2 separate regions of the Sus scrofa genome follow, and region 2 is linked to region 1. The links are chromatin contacts, called in public HiChIP or PLAC-seq maps. All regions are on one chromosome and are shown on one strand. The core of a region is the stretch at or near the end of the contact, and the rest is flanking DNA. Distances in the headings are between cores, read along the strand shown. Region 1 overlaps AMPD3 (AMP deaminase 3). Region 2 has its middle 46 kb from the start of AMPD3.

Region 1 (6,048 bases), core at 2,315-4,814:
CAATCCCCAGCCTTGCTCAGTGGGTTGAGGATCCGGCATTGCCGTGAGCTGTGATGTAGGTCCCAGACACAGCTTGGATGCCGTGTTGCTGTGGCTGTGGTGTAGGCTTGCAGCTGTAGTTCCGACTGGACCCCTAGCCTGGGAACCTCCATATGCCTCAGGTGCAGCCCTAAAAAGAAAAAAAAAAAAAATCAGTGTAGGAGAAGCCAATACCAGGGCTCTGCCCTTAAAACACCATCAGGGGGAAACATATCCAACCAGGGAAAAGTCCTGACCAACTCCCATGCCGTGCACCACTTGGAATCCCACCTGCAGCCACAGCACCGTACCTGGGAGCCCCTCTTCCGGAGGTGCAGCGTCTGCTCGCCGATGACTCAGGTACTGGGCTGTGGTCCGTGGAAAGCGGTGGTAGGCAAGCCGGGCATACTTCTCCCGGATCATCAGAGCCTTGGCCAGGCTCTTGGCAGCCTGCTCATAGTCCTCCACAGTGATCTGCAGAAAAGGGTTCCCACAGCAGGCCTGAGACCACCATCCTACCAAGATCTACCACAAGGTCGGCCCTTGGCTGGCAGCTCGGAACTTGGGCTTGGGGGGCAGGCATTCCCACCACAGTGGGCACAGTGGTTCCCTGTGCTTAAGTGGTCTGTACAGTGGATGCTGGACATCCAATTCCTTTTAGGAACCTGGAATGCAGGGGTGTGCTCTGCAGATGTGCAGCCAGCCCCAGTAAAACCTCAGGCGCTGGGTCTCTATGAGCTTTCATGGTAGACGAGTTTCACACATGCTGTCACACTTTAATGCAGAGGGAACTGATTTTGCTCTGGCCACTCCACTGGAAGGGATTCCTGGGAAAAGCTTGACATTAGCCTCCTCCAGACTCTCACCCACTTCTTCCCTTGGCTGCCCTGGCTCTGCATCCTTGCACAGCAACAGATCCTAGTCATGAGTATAGCCATGTGCCGAGTCCTAGGAGTCCTCTTGGCAAATCATGGAACCCAGAGGTGGTTTGGGGGACCCCAACAAAGGAGGAGAGTTGGGCCGATGAAACGGAGGTAGGTGTTCCCGCCTGCACACCCCGGGCCAGCCTCAGTGCTGCAGACTGAACCTCAAGGCAGCTGCTACTGCACCCAGCAAATGAAGTGGCAAAGCCTGGACCTGATGAGGGTGAGCATCATCATTTTCAGCTAAGAAAATACCTGGGTCCTTCAGAAGGAAAGACCAAAACTTCTGTGTGCTCAGTCTGCCGCTTTGCCAACCCCAGGCTTCTGACTCCACTGGCAATCGCCCCAATTCACCCCGTCCACAAGCGCTTATGTGTTATGGGACAGACCCTGGCCATAGATTTCATTTGGTCCTCACTGCAAGCTCTTTCGCACCTGGGCGAACGGAGACCCAGAGAGAATAAATCACAGGAAGTGACAAAGTCAAACTTCAGACTCTGATCTGATTGATTTCCAAAGTCCAAGGATGCTCTGTTTTCCCAGAGCGGCCTCGTCTCAGAAATGAATGAGATAAATTACCCCCTTCCAGGGAGTTCATCAATCTTGGTCTGCTGGGCAAAGCGCGTGTGGCAGAAACCTGAACATGCTCAGGGAGACAAGCAGCTACACAGACAGTTGTTTATAAGAGGGGATGAGCGATGCAGCAGAGGGAGGTACCAGCTGGAGCACAGAGCCCTCAGAGAGCGGGAGTCGCCTTACCCCAGCACAGTAATCTCCGCTGATGGTGACCCGCTGGAACTCGGGCATGGCATACAGTGCAGGCGCGGGCTGGGAAGTGATTCCAGGGAGCACAGGGGTTGCAGGAGACATGGCCGGACTGGCTGTTGGGGGTCCCTTCCAATCTTGCTGCGTCGGCATTTGCAGAGACAGGGACTGGGACCGAATCATCTTAAAACTTTTCTTTCTAAAAGTCAAGAGCAAGGAAATGTGAGAGATAGAAGCAGCTAATTTGAGGGGAGTGATAAAAGAGTCTTTGTTCTGGACATGGCAGGACAATCTGACTCTGATTAATCACTAGTGCTGGACCCATTATTAAGAAGTTTCTAGGAGTTCCTGTTGTGGCTCAGAGGTAACGACCCCGACCAGTAGCCATGAGGATAAGGGTTTGATCCCTGGCCTCCCTCAGTGGGTTAAGGATCCAGCATGGCCATGAGTTGCGATGTAGGTCATAGACGCAACTCAGATCTGGTGTGACTATGGCTATGGTGTAGGCTGGCAGCTGCAGCTCTGATTCAACCCCAAGCCCAGCAACTTTTTTTAGGGCCATGGAAGCAGCCCTTAAAAAAAAAAAAAAAAAAAAATTCTCAACTCTGACTAGCATCCATGAGGACATAGGTTCGATCCCTGGCCTTGCTCAGTGGGTTTAGGATCTGGCTTTGCCATGAGCTTCGGTGTAGGCCACAGACCAAAGCTTGGATGTGGTGCTGCTGTGGCTGTGGCATAGGCTGGAGGCTGCAGCTCCAATTTGACCCCTAGCCCGGGAACCTCCATATGCCAAGGGTACAACCACCACCCCCAAAAAAGTTTCTAATTATTCATGCCTTCCTCTCCCTGAATGCAATACTCTAGGCACCCTGTGGTCACTAAGAACTGCTGTGGGCTGTGTTTGCAGGGTGCGTGGAGCATCGGAGTAGGCAAATGTCTCAGGAGACAGAGGGAAGACTGATCTGTGGGGGTCTAACTCTGAGGGCAGACGAGGTGAGGACCATGTCAAATCAACCAGCATGCTGTCTTCAGATAAAGCCAGACCCTGAGTCCCAGTACACAGAGTCTCAGATAATCACCGTGCATTTCACAGAGTTAGAAAACGGGGGCACTGGAGCCAGAAAAGCTCATGCCATCAACCCGTCCCACCTCCTGTTTTCATAAAGGACTCAGGGGACCAGGGATGGGAAACAAATTCTACAAAGTCATGGCCAGGTGGCAGCTAGCCCTTCGCACCCCACCTCCCTGGCAGCCTGTCACCCTGGCTGCTCCTTCCTGCAGCCTGACATGTGCCTTCCTGGCTGCTCTGGGCAGGCACAGATCTGTTATTGGAAAGGGACTGATCAGCATCAATTCCAGTCCTCTCAACTTGTCACCTTGGCACCAAAGGCTGATTTCACAAACTCCTGGGGAAGCAGGTGCAAGGTTGGTTTCAAATGCCACAAGCTCATGCTTATCTGCAATGCTGACTTAGGAACATTCATTTTCCTGTTAACTAATTAGTAATGTTTCAAACGACACCACCCCAAGTCCTAGGATCCCCAGGAAGAAAGTCAGGCAAGAGGGAGGTGAGGACCTCAGCACTTCCTCTCCCATGTCTTTTTCTGCCTCTGAGGGAACCCAGACCCCCAGCAATGCCAGAAACCAGCTGACCAGAGGGCCCAGCAGTGGGCCAACTAGCCCGGTACAACCAGAGCCTCCAGCCAAGAATTCAAGAGCAACTGTGACCACTCCCTGCCCCCAAAGCCCACAAAAACCCCTCCTCTTCTCCAGGCACCAGTGACATCTACAGGGTATGGAGAAATTTGTTATCTCCAAACGGACCTCATGACTCACCCGAAACCAGCTATCTTCCTCCTGGCTCTTGGCCAGGTCTCTCCTCACTGATCCATGGCCAATTTACAGGAACTACAGTTCCCTGACCTCTCTCTACACCCAATGCTTGCCATGGCTCTCTGGTCACTATCCACCCACGTGTGTTATCACTTCTTTGGGGACAAGGCTATTTCTACCTGGAAAATGGAGGCAGCCCCTTTATCAGAAGTCTGTCTTTGCCCTGCCCTTAAATGCTAGGTTATTCAGGAAACCCAGGCTGAACTTCAGGAACCTCCAGCCCAGGTTTTCCCCAGCTTGCCCTCCATCTATCACATGGAGCTGAGTCAAGCATCTTGTCCCAAGAAAGAGGCCAACTGATGCCTGTCAATCATTCCTCAGAGGCAGGCCCACGTTGAGTAATGAGGTTCCCACTTTGGCATCTTTGGGATGGTCACACCTAGAAGAAAAGCCATTACGTTGGGCTCCGTCTCATGTTCTGACAGGCCCCATGAGACCCTGACTCCTGTGTCACTCACATGCCTGCTAGGTCACTATCTTTATCTCCATGCCAACTTAACCCCCACAAGCCTCAGCCAATGCTGCCTAAGGACCAGTCCTGATAAGGAAAGAACCGAGGTAACATCTAAGGTGAACAACAGGTTAAAAAGGCTTTAAAAAATAATAATAATAACTCGGAAGTTCCCATCATGGCTCAGTGGTAACGAGCCCAACTAGGATCCATGAGGACTCAGGTTCAATCCCTGGCCCTGCTCAATGGGTTAAGGATTCAGCATTGCCGCAAGCTGTGGTATAGGTCACAGACATGGCTCAGATCCCACATTGCTGTGGCTGTGGTGTAGGCTGGCAGCTGCAGCTCTGATTTGACCCCTAGCCTGGGAACCTCCATATGCCATGGAGTGTGGCCCTAAAAAGACAAATAATAATAACCCAACCATGATCAGAAAGCTGGAAGGCTGCCTAAGCCAAGAGCCCACCAGGCTTGTCCAAGAAACATCCATACTCCTCTGCCACAGAGAAGACACCAGTACCCACCAGCTGTGTCCCCAAGTTCACCTTCTTAAAGACACCCATTATGGCTCCAGCCTTGGACTTGAGGTGAGCCCCAGAAGGTCACATGTGGACATCCATGGGCTGGGAGCTCTGACTCTGCAGGGACAATGGACAGGTTTGACAACAGATGGGTCAACTCCTCATCAACCATGGGCAAGGGCTTGCAATAAACCAGCATTAACCACCAAACTTGTCTCCACGAAAACTAAAAAAGCTAAATGGAGGGAGTTCCCATTGTGGCTCAGCAGGTTACAAACCCAACAAGTATCCATGAGGATGTGGGTTCGATGCCAGGCCTCACTCAGTGGGTTAAGGATCCTGCGTTACTATGAGCTGTGGTGGTCGTCGCAGGTGCAGCTTGGATCCCGAGTTGCTGTGGCTGTGGTGTAGGAGGGCAGCTGCAGCTCTGATGCAACCCCTAGCCTGGGAACTTCCATATGCCGCACATGTGGCCCTAAAAAGCAAAGCAAAGCAAGAGAGACAGAGAGAGACAGAGGGAGAGGAAGGAAGGAAGCGGGGGAGGGAGGGAAGGAGAGAGAGAGATAGGAAGGAAGGAAAGAAGAAGAAAAGAAGAATGGAGCCCCAGGAAAGAGCCCTGTGCTTATCTTCTGCGGCTGTGCTACGCATTGCCAGAAGCCTGGTGACTTCAAGCCCCCAGTTGCTGGCTCACAGCTCAGGAGGTGAGATATCCAAGTGAGCCTGGCTGAACTCTATGCCCCAGGTATCAAAGGCCAAAATCAAGGGGTTATCCACACTGGGCTCTTAACAGAAGATCCTGGAGAAGCATCCACATCCAAGCTCATGCAGGTGTTTAGCAGAATTCAGTTCCACATGGCCCTAGACCGGCCCCGGTTCCCCACTGGCTACTGGGCAAGAGTAGGCCTCTGCTTCTTGCACATAGCGCCCTCTGTCTTCAAAGCCTGGCACTGGTGCTTGGAATCCTCCCTCACTACTGCTGAGAAAGCTCTCTTGCACTAAGGGTGCGAGAGATCAGATCAGGCCCATTCATAACCTCCCCATCTTCAGGTCCACAGAGTCACACACCACAGCGTAATCACAGGATCGATGTCTCATCCTATTAAAGGGTCTGGAGATTAGGGAAAGACACTTCCTGGGGGACATTTTAGAAGTTCTGTCAACCACCCATATCTAGTATCCATTCGGTACTGCTGAGGCTCAGCCACAAAGGGGCAACTGAGTGACCAAGAATTTGCAGATATGTGTGTGTATGTCCACACGTCTGTCCTTTCTCTCCCAAAGCTGCTGAAGCTCCACGTGTGTCACGAGAATGAAGAAGTTATCATAAGCTTTTTTCTGAATTATAGAACCATGAAGTGTCCTGGTTAGAAAGGGCTTTACAGATCACATGCCCCAATCCTCTCACTAAGGCAGCCTTTGCTTGAATACCTCAAGCGACAGTGAGCTCACTCCATTTCTGAGTAAAACATCCACTGTC
Region 2 (6,048 bases), core at 1,239-3,738, 72 kb after region 1:
GGTATGAAGAAAGTGGTATGGTGATGCCCACAGCCCTGAGGTGAGTGGGCAGCTACAGCACATGGGCTGGTCACTCCTGGGGAGAGCTTGGCCTATAGATCTCCTTGGAGGGCCACCTCCCTTAAGTTCGACCCTTTTGGCGCAAGGACAATGATCTTTCCCCAATCATTCAGGGAGGGGGGGGGCCCTCCACCACCTGCACATGTCCCCTGGCCACCAACTACAGAGTGTGGACCAGGAGGCATGTGTGTCCAGGAACTGCAAAGTGCCCGCCAAGGGATGGGGGCAGGACAAGGAGAGCAGGAGGGGGCTCCTGGTGGGCACAGCATCAGATGGCAGTGCTGAATCTCTCCACAAATAGCTATAGAAGCTATGCAATTTATTGTCCAAACTGGTACACTTTATTTTTAAAAATCAACTAAAGGAGTTCCCTTCCTGGCTCAGTGGTTAACGTACCCAACAAGGATCCATGGGGGTGCAGGTTCGATCTCTGGCCTCGCTCAGTGGGTTAAGAATCCAGCATAGCTGTGAGCTGTGGTGTAGGTCAAAGACACGGCTCAGATCCTGTGTTGCTGTGGCTATGATGTAGGCCGGTGGCTACAGCTCCGATTAGACCCCTAGCCTGGGAACTTCCATATGCTTCGGGTGTGGTCCTGAAAAGGATAAATAAATAAATAAATAATAAATAAATAAAATCAACTTGAATGAAGTATCATTTACATATAATAAAATGCACCTATTTTATAAATGCACAGTACTACGAGTGTTGACAGTTGTTAACACAGGTGATCCACCAGGGTAACCACTGCTGCAACCAAGACAGAAATCTGTGCCATTACCCCAAATTTCCTAGGTACCCCTTTGCAGTTATTCCCCCCTCTCTCTACCCCCACTGCTGCCTCAGACAACTATTCATCTGCTCTCCATCACTGCAAATGTGTTGTGCCTGTTCTAGAATTTCAAATAAATGGAATCAATCATCTTTTGTGTGTGTACTTTCTTTCATCTGGCTTCTTTCACTCAGAATAATATTTTTGAGATTTATCCATGTTATGTATATCAACAACACCAAATGCATGGACTTTTTTCTTTTTTTTTTTTTTTTTTTTTTTTTTTTTGTCTTTTTGCTATTTCTTGGGCCGCTCCTGCGGCATATGGAGGTTCCCAGGCTAGGGGTCGAATCGGAGCTGTAGCCGCCGGCCTACGCCAGAGCCACAGCAACACGAGATCCAAGCCGAGTCTGGCAACCTACACCACAGCTCGCAGCAACGCTGGATCGTTAACCCACTGAGCAAGGGCAGGGATCGAACCCGCAACCTCATGGTTCCTAGTCGGATTCGTTAACCACTGCGCCATGACAGGAACTCCTTTTTTTTTTTTTTTTTTTTTTTGAGTGAAAGAAGATGCTATGAATAGTCATGTCAAGTCAGAAAGCATAAATCAGAACCCTTTCAGGACAAGTCAGGACAATGGTTACTCTACATATATGGGCCACTTCTTATCTCTTGGCAGCAGCCAAGCTTTTTTTAGTTACGTCCAGCCTGGCTGCAAGGTGACTGCTCTAAAAATGCATGTGTGTGCTGCAAATTAATGCTTCGTCATTATCTCAGTATGCTCAAATCCAAGAGATCTGATGGATACTAAATCCAATGCCTTATCACAAGAAATTTTAACACTGCATTTGTCAATGGAAGAAAAGAAAAGGCTTATAGTCTTTAACCATAATTTCAACAGCTGTAAATATTTGAGTGGTTAAATTTTTTTGTCATTTTTTATCACCAGTTTCTATGAATGAATTTTCTTGTCAATGATGATTATCAAGAATTCCAGGAAATCATTAAAAATCTCAATCAGAAATTTAATGCTGCCATTTCAGTTCAAAATTATATATAAAAAGATATGGGAGTTCCCGTTGTGGCTCAGTGGGTAATGAACTCAGCTAGTACCCTGAGTGGGTTCAATCCCTGGCCTCGCTCAGTGGGTTAAGGATTCGGCATTGCCGTGAGCTGTGGTGTAGGTCACAGACGCAGCTTGGATCCCGCGTTGCTGTGGCTCTGGCATAGGCCAGCAGCTGTAGCTCCGATTCAATCCCTAGCCATGGAACTTCCATGTGTCACGGGTGCCGCTCTAAAAAGACAAAAGATAAATAAATAAATAAATAAATGTTAGTAGGAGCAAGCTCATGTTTAATAATAGTATATTTGAAAATATTTATTTTGTATTTTATCCAAATTCAATATTACTAGTTTACTTTGTATCTTACTATAACGATAAAACATGAAAAAAAAAAGATGTGCATTTTTTTCACTAAGGACCACAGGAGGGGAGGGGGAGCACTCACCCTGTTCAGTATCCCCAAATCTCCTTCAGTTTACCCTAGTGCGACATACAATATACTCATTTTCTCTGTGCTCGAGGGAGGCATTAGGCAACTCAGGCCCAATCTATGGGGAAGTGGTAGCCCCAGCTGGAAGCCTGCTCTCTTGCTAAAGAAGTCTCTCCTGCCCTCTAGTGATAATTAGAGTAACTGAGTCTCCTCGGGAAATCAGTGACGTAAGGGGTTATTAAGCATCAGTTTTATACTTGCAAAAAGACCACAGGCATTACACCTGCCTTGGGTCTTGGCAGGGGCAAGCCTTCATAGGTATCCCCCCTGTTGCTCCGTGGGGTCTGGGGAGGTCCAGGCCGTGGCTCTTATTCCATGATTCCACCACCTCTCCCCCGCACCTTCTCCACTACTACAGATGGGCAAAACCTCCAACTTCCAGGCAAAATCTCCAGCGTCCCCAGCCAGAAAACCACCCTTGCCATCATCTAGAATCACCCGCCACTGAACTTCCCCATCCACACCAGATGCAAGGACCACAGGAGGGGAGGGGGAGCACTCACCCTGTTCAGCAATCTGATATCAACAGGCAAGCTCCAGGCCCCAAGTATCCAGGGGATTTGAGGTCCCCTTGGCACATCGAGAGAAAGGAAGCCAACTCCACCATAACAATTCTTGTGCCCCCACCCCAAGGTAGCAGCAGCAGGCAGCAAGCAGCTACCAAGAGGCAACGCAAAATCCATCAGCTGATAGATGAAGTACCTATTTCCAAACACCAATGTGTAGGAATTCCTGTTGTGGCGCAGCAGGTTAAGGACCCGACGTTGTCTCTGTGAGGATGCGGGTTCAATCCCTGGCCTCGCTCAGTGGGTCAAGGATCCAGCGCTGCTGCAAACTGGGTGCAGGCCAGCAGCTGCAGCTCTGATTTGACCCCTAGCCCAGGAATTTCCATATGCTGCAGGTGCAGCCATAAAAAGAAGGAAAAAAACATCAATGTATAGTTACATAAGTGAAAATTATATGAAAATTGGAACATATAGAAATTGAGGATCATTTATTCAGGTAGCAAAGAAATTGAGGACAACAAGGTTCTCCTCTGAATGAGAACTATAGACCATTTACTTTTTTTTTTTTTTTTTTTTTTGTCTTTTGTCTTTTTAGGGCTGCACTCACGGCATATGGAGGTTCCCATATGGGGTCTAATCGGAGCTGTTGCGGCCGTCCTATGCCACAGCCATAGCAACACCAGATCCAAGCCACATCTTCTACCTATGCCACAGCTCGTGGCAATGCTGGATCCTTAATCCAGTGAGCGAGGCCAGGCATTGAATCCACATTCTCATGGATATTAGATGGGTTAGTTAACCACTGAGCCGCGACGGGAACTCCAGACCATTTACTATCAAGATAACTTCAGTTCTGCTCTGAGTCCACATCCAAAAACCACCAATTCTAGGAGTTCCTGTCATGGCACAGTGGAAACAAATCTGACTAGGAACCATGAGGTTGTGGGTTTGATCCCTGGCCTCGCTCAGTGGGTTAAGGATCCCGAGTTGCTGTGGCTGTGATATAGGCCAGCAGCTACAGCTCTGATTCAACCCCTAGCCTGGGAACCTCCATGTGCCGCAGGTGCGGCCCAAAAAAAAAAAAAAAAAAAAAAAACAAACCTCAAATTCTATACAGTACATTCTAGTATTCAATTCTGTCCCATCTTCATCCTCATCTGCCACATTTGGAGACCTCAGCACCCACCCCCTCGCCAGCTTGCCAGGAAATGTCATCTCAGACTTGGTAGTTAATTAATCCCTTTTCTCTGGACTATGTAAATGGGGCCATAAAGCAGCTCTCCTGTGCCTCCCAGGATGTCAATCTCCAGATCAGTGGGGCCCCACTGGACAAGACTGCAGTCATCAGCTGATAAACACCACTGAGTCACCATATGGCCGAGTTCTAATGATCTCTTGAGGACTCTTCCCTGAAGCCCTATCATACTGGTCTTTATAAAGATGAATTTTATCATGGGTTCTATATTGGGTAGGACTTTTTGGTTTCAGGAAGCAGCACACACACACACACACACCACACACACACACACACACACCACACACACACACACCACACACACACACACACACACACACACACACACGTGACTAATTGGACACACACAAGCAAAAAGAAAAAGGGTCCATGAAACTAAAAAGTCCCAGGGTTGGGTATATTCAGGCAAAGCATTCTAAGTGGCTCAAAGAATGGCACTGGTCCAGCTCAGCCTCTGCTCTGCCCTCCTCCTGGTTAACTTCAATCTCAAATATCACAGCTACAGTAAAATGACTCCCAGCACATCCAAGCCTTCATCTTCCCAGACACAAGTCAAATGGGGAAAGATCAACTCTCTTCCCCAAAGCTCCAGCCCAAGTCCTGGAATTCACTCTGATAGACGGCTCCCGAGGCACATACTGTCACCCGAACTAAGTGCCATGGTCAACTGATGGAACAGGACACACGCCCAATGCGTCCATGCTGTGCTCTCCGCTAAAGTCTGGCCACCAAAGGCAGCAACAAATTCCAGTTCCCTCTCCTGAGTCAAACCATCTGCCTGTGACCCCTGCCAGGTCTCTCCTGACTTCAACTCCTACAGATTTTTCTTCTTCTTTTTTCTCTTCTTCAGAATTCTTTCCTTTTCTTCCCTGTGCTGTCCATCCAGAGGGCTACCCTTTGAGCCTCTGTAGGTCAGCTCGCCTTCCCAGGTTCTCATTTTAACCTGCTTCTCAGTGCCCCTCCCCCACCCCCAAGTTTAGAGCGGAATAACTCAAGGGCTGAGAGACCTTCCAAAACCCTTGAGTCTTTTAACACCAGGAAATTCTAGGCAAGACAGAGCTTCTTCGTACTCAGGGGCCCTGAGTGGGTCCTTGCCAGCCCACCTGGCACCGGAGACCAGCTGCAGCTCCAGGTGTGGTGTGTGAAGGACTGGGCAACCGGGGCAGACTAAGAGCAGTTCAGGAAGCAGAACCTTTCAGCCAGCTCCCTCCTAGATGGCTCAGACTGTGAAGGCCCCTAAACACTGCCAGGATATGGGGAGTAGACAAAGGGCATATTGGATGGGTGTGCAGACGGATGAACAAACAAGTAACCTGAGCCCAGAGAAGGAAAGTGACTTACCTGACATCACACAGCAAACAAGTAGGAGCAGCAGGTTCACACTCCAGGCCTCTTTGTGCCATCCTGGGGCCTGGGCTGTCTCCATTTCAGCAGGGCTCTTTGGGACTCCTGAAGATCATCAGCCATGGTTTTATTTCTCAGGTACTCTAGACCTGGGCTCCTGAGCTCTGAGCAAAAGCAAGCCTGGGGATTAGGAACTTGGACACAGAATCAGCAGCTGGGAAATTTCAAGAGGGCTCAAGCTGGTGCCCAAGGTTGAGCTAGGGAATTAGAGAGAGAGACTGAGAGGGTGGTAGAGGCGGGGCAGAGGGAACCAGTCCAAACTCAGCTACGATTTGCTCTAGGTGAGTCAGCCAGACTCAGCCCAGAGCTCACCACTCTTTATAAAACTCCTTGAGGAAGCTGTGGGAGAGAGTGACCCCAGAGGAGGTATCGCCTCCAGCCTCAGAAGCCTTGGCATTATCCCTGCTGAGCCTGACATTTTGCCCTAGGAACAGAGCTCCTCCAAAGCTGTCATTAACAGAGGGCAGGGGGAACGAATCCGACTAATATCCATGAGG

The links. HiChIP or PLAC-seq counts read pairs in DNA pulled down with a chosen protein or histone mark.
Region 2: an H3K27ac HiChIP or PLAC-seq map of alveolar macrophages shows a contact between it and region 1. The contact joins two enhancer-like sites. A contact is called at or near these places in 1 of 5 promoter capture datasets (liver), 18 of 47 Hi-C or Micro-C datasets (adipose tissue, alveolar macrophages, blood and 9 more) and 2 of 2 datasets of contacts at active chromatin or transcription factors (alveolar macrophages and skeletal muscle).

Annotation. Positions count from the first base shown.
Region 1 is chr2:49,055,282-49,061,329 of Sscrofa11.1, forward strand. AMPD3 (AMP deaminase 3) reads right to left here. Exons shown (of 15, transcript XM_013994571.2): 3 at 1,701-1,905; 4 at 330-492. Among named protein-coding and RNA genes, the nearest start is that of AMPD3, 27 kb to the right of the region's middle. Within about 2 kb of position 3,565, at least 16 of the 83 cell types and tissues checked have an H3K27ac peak or open chromatin away from gene starts, as enhancers often do. A contact at or near this core is called in alveolar macrophages, where this site is marked.
Region 2 is chr2:49,128,258-49,134,305 of Sscrofa11.1, forward strand. No RefSeq gene overlaps it. Among named protein-coding and RNA genes, the nearest start is that of AMPD3, 46 kb to the left of the region's middle. Within about 2 kb of position 2,489, at least 2 of the 83 cell types and tissues checked have an H3K27ac peak or open chromatin away from gene starts, as enhancers often do. A contact at or near this core is called in alveolar macrophages, where this site is marked.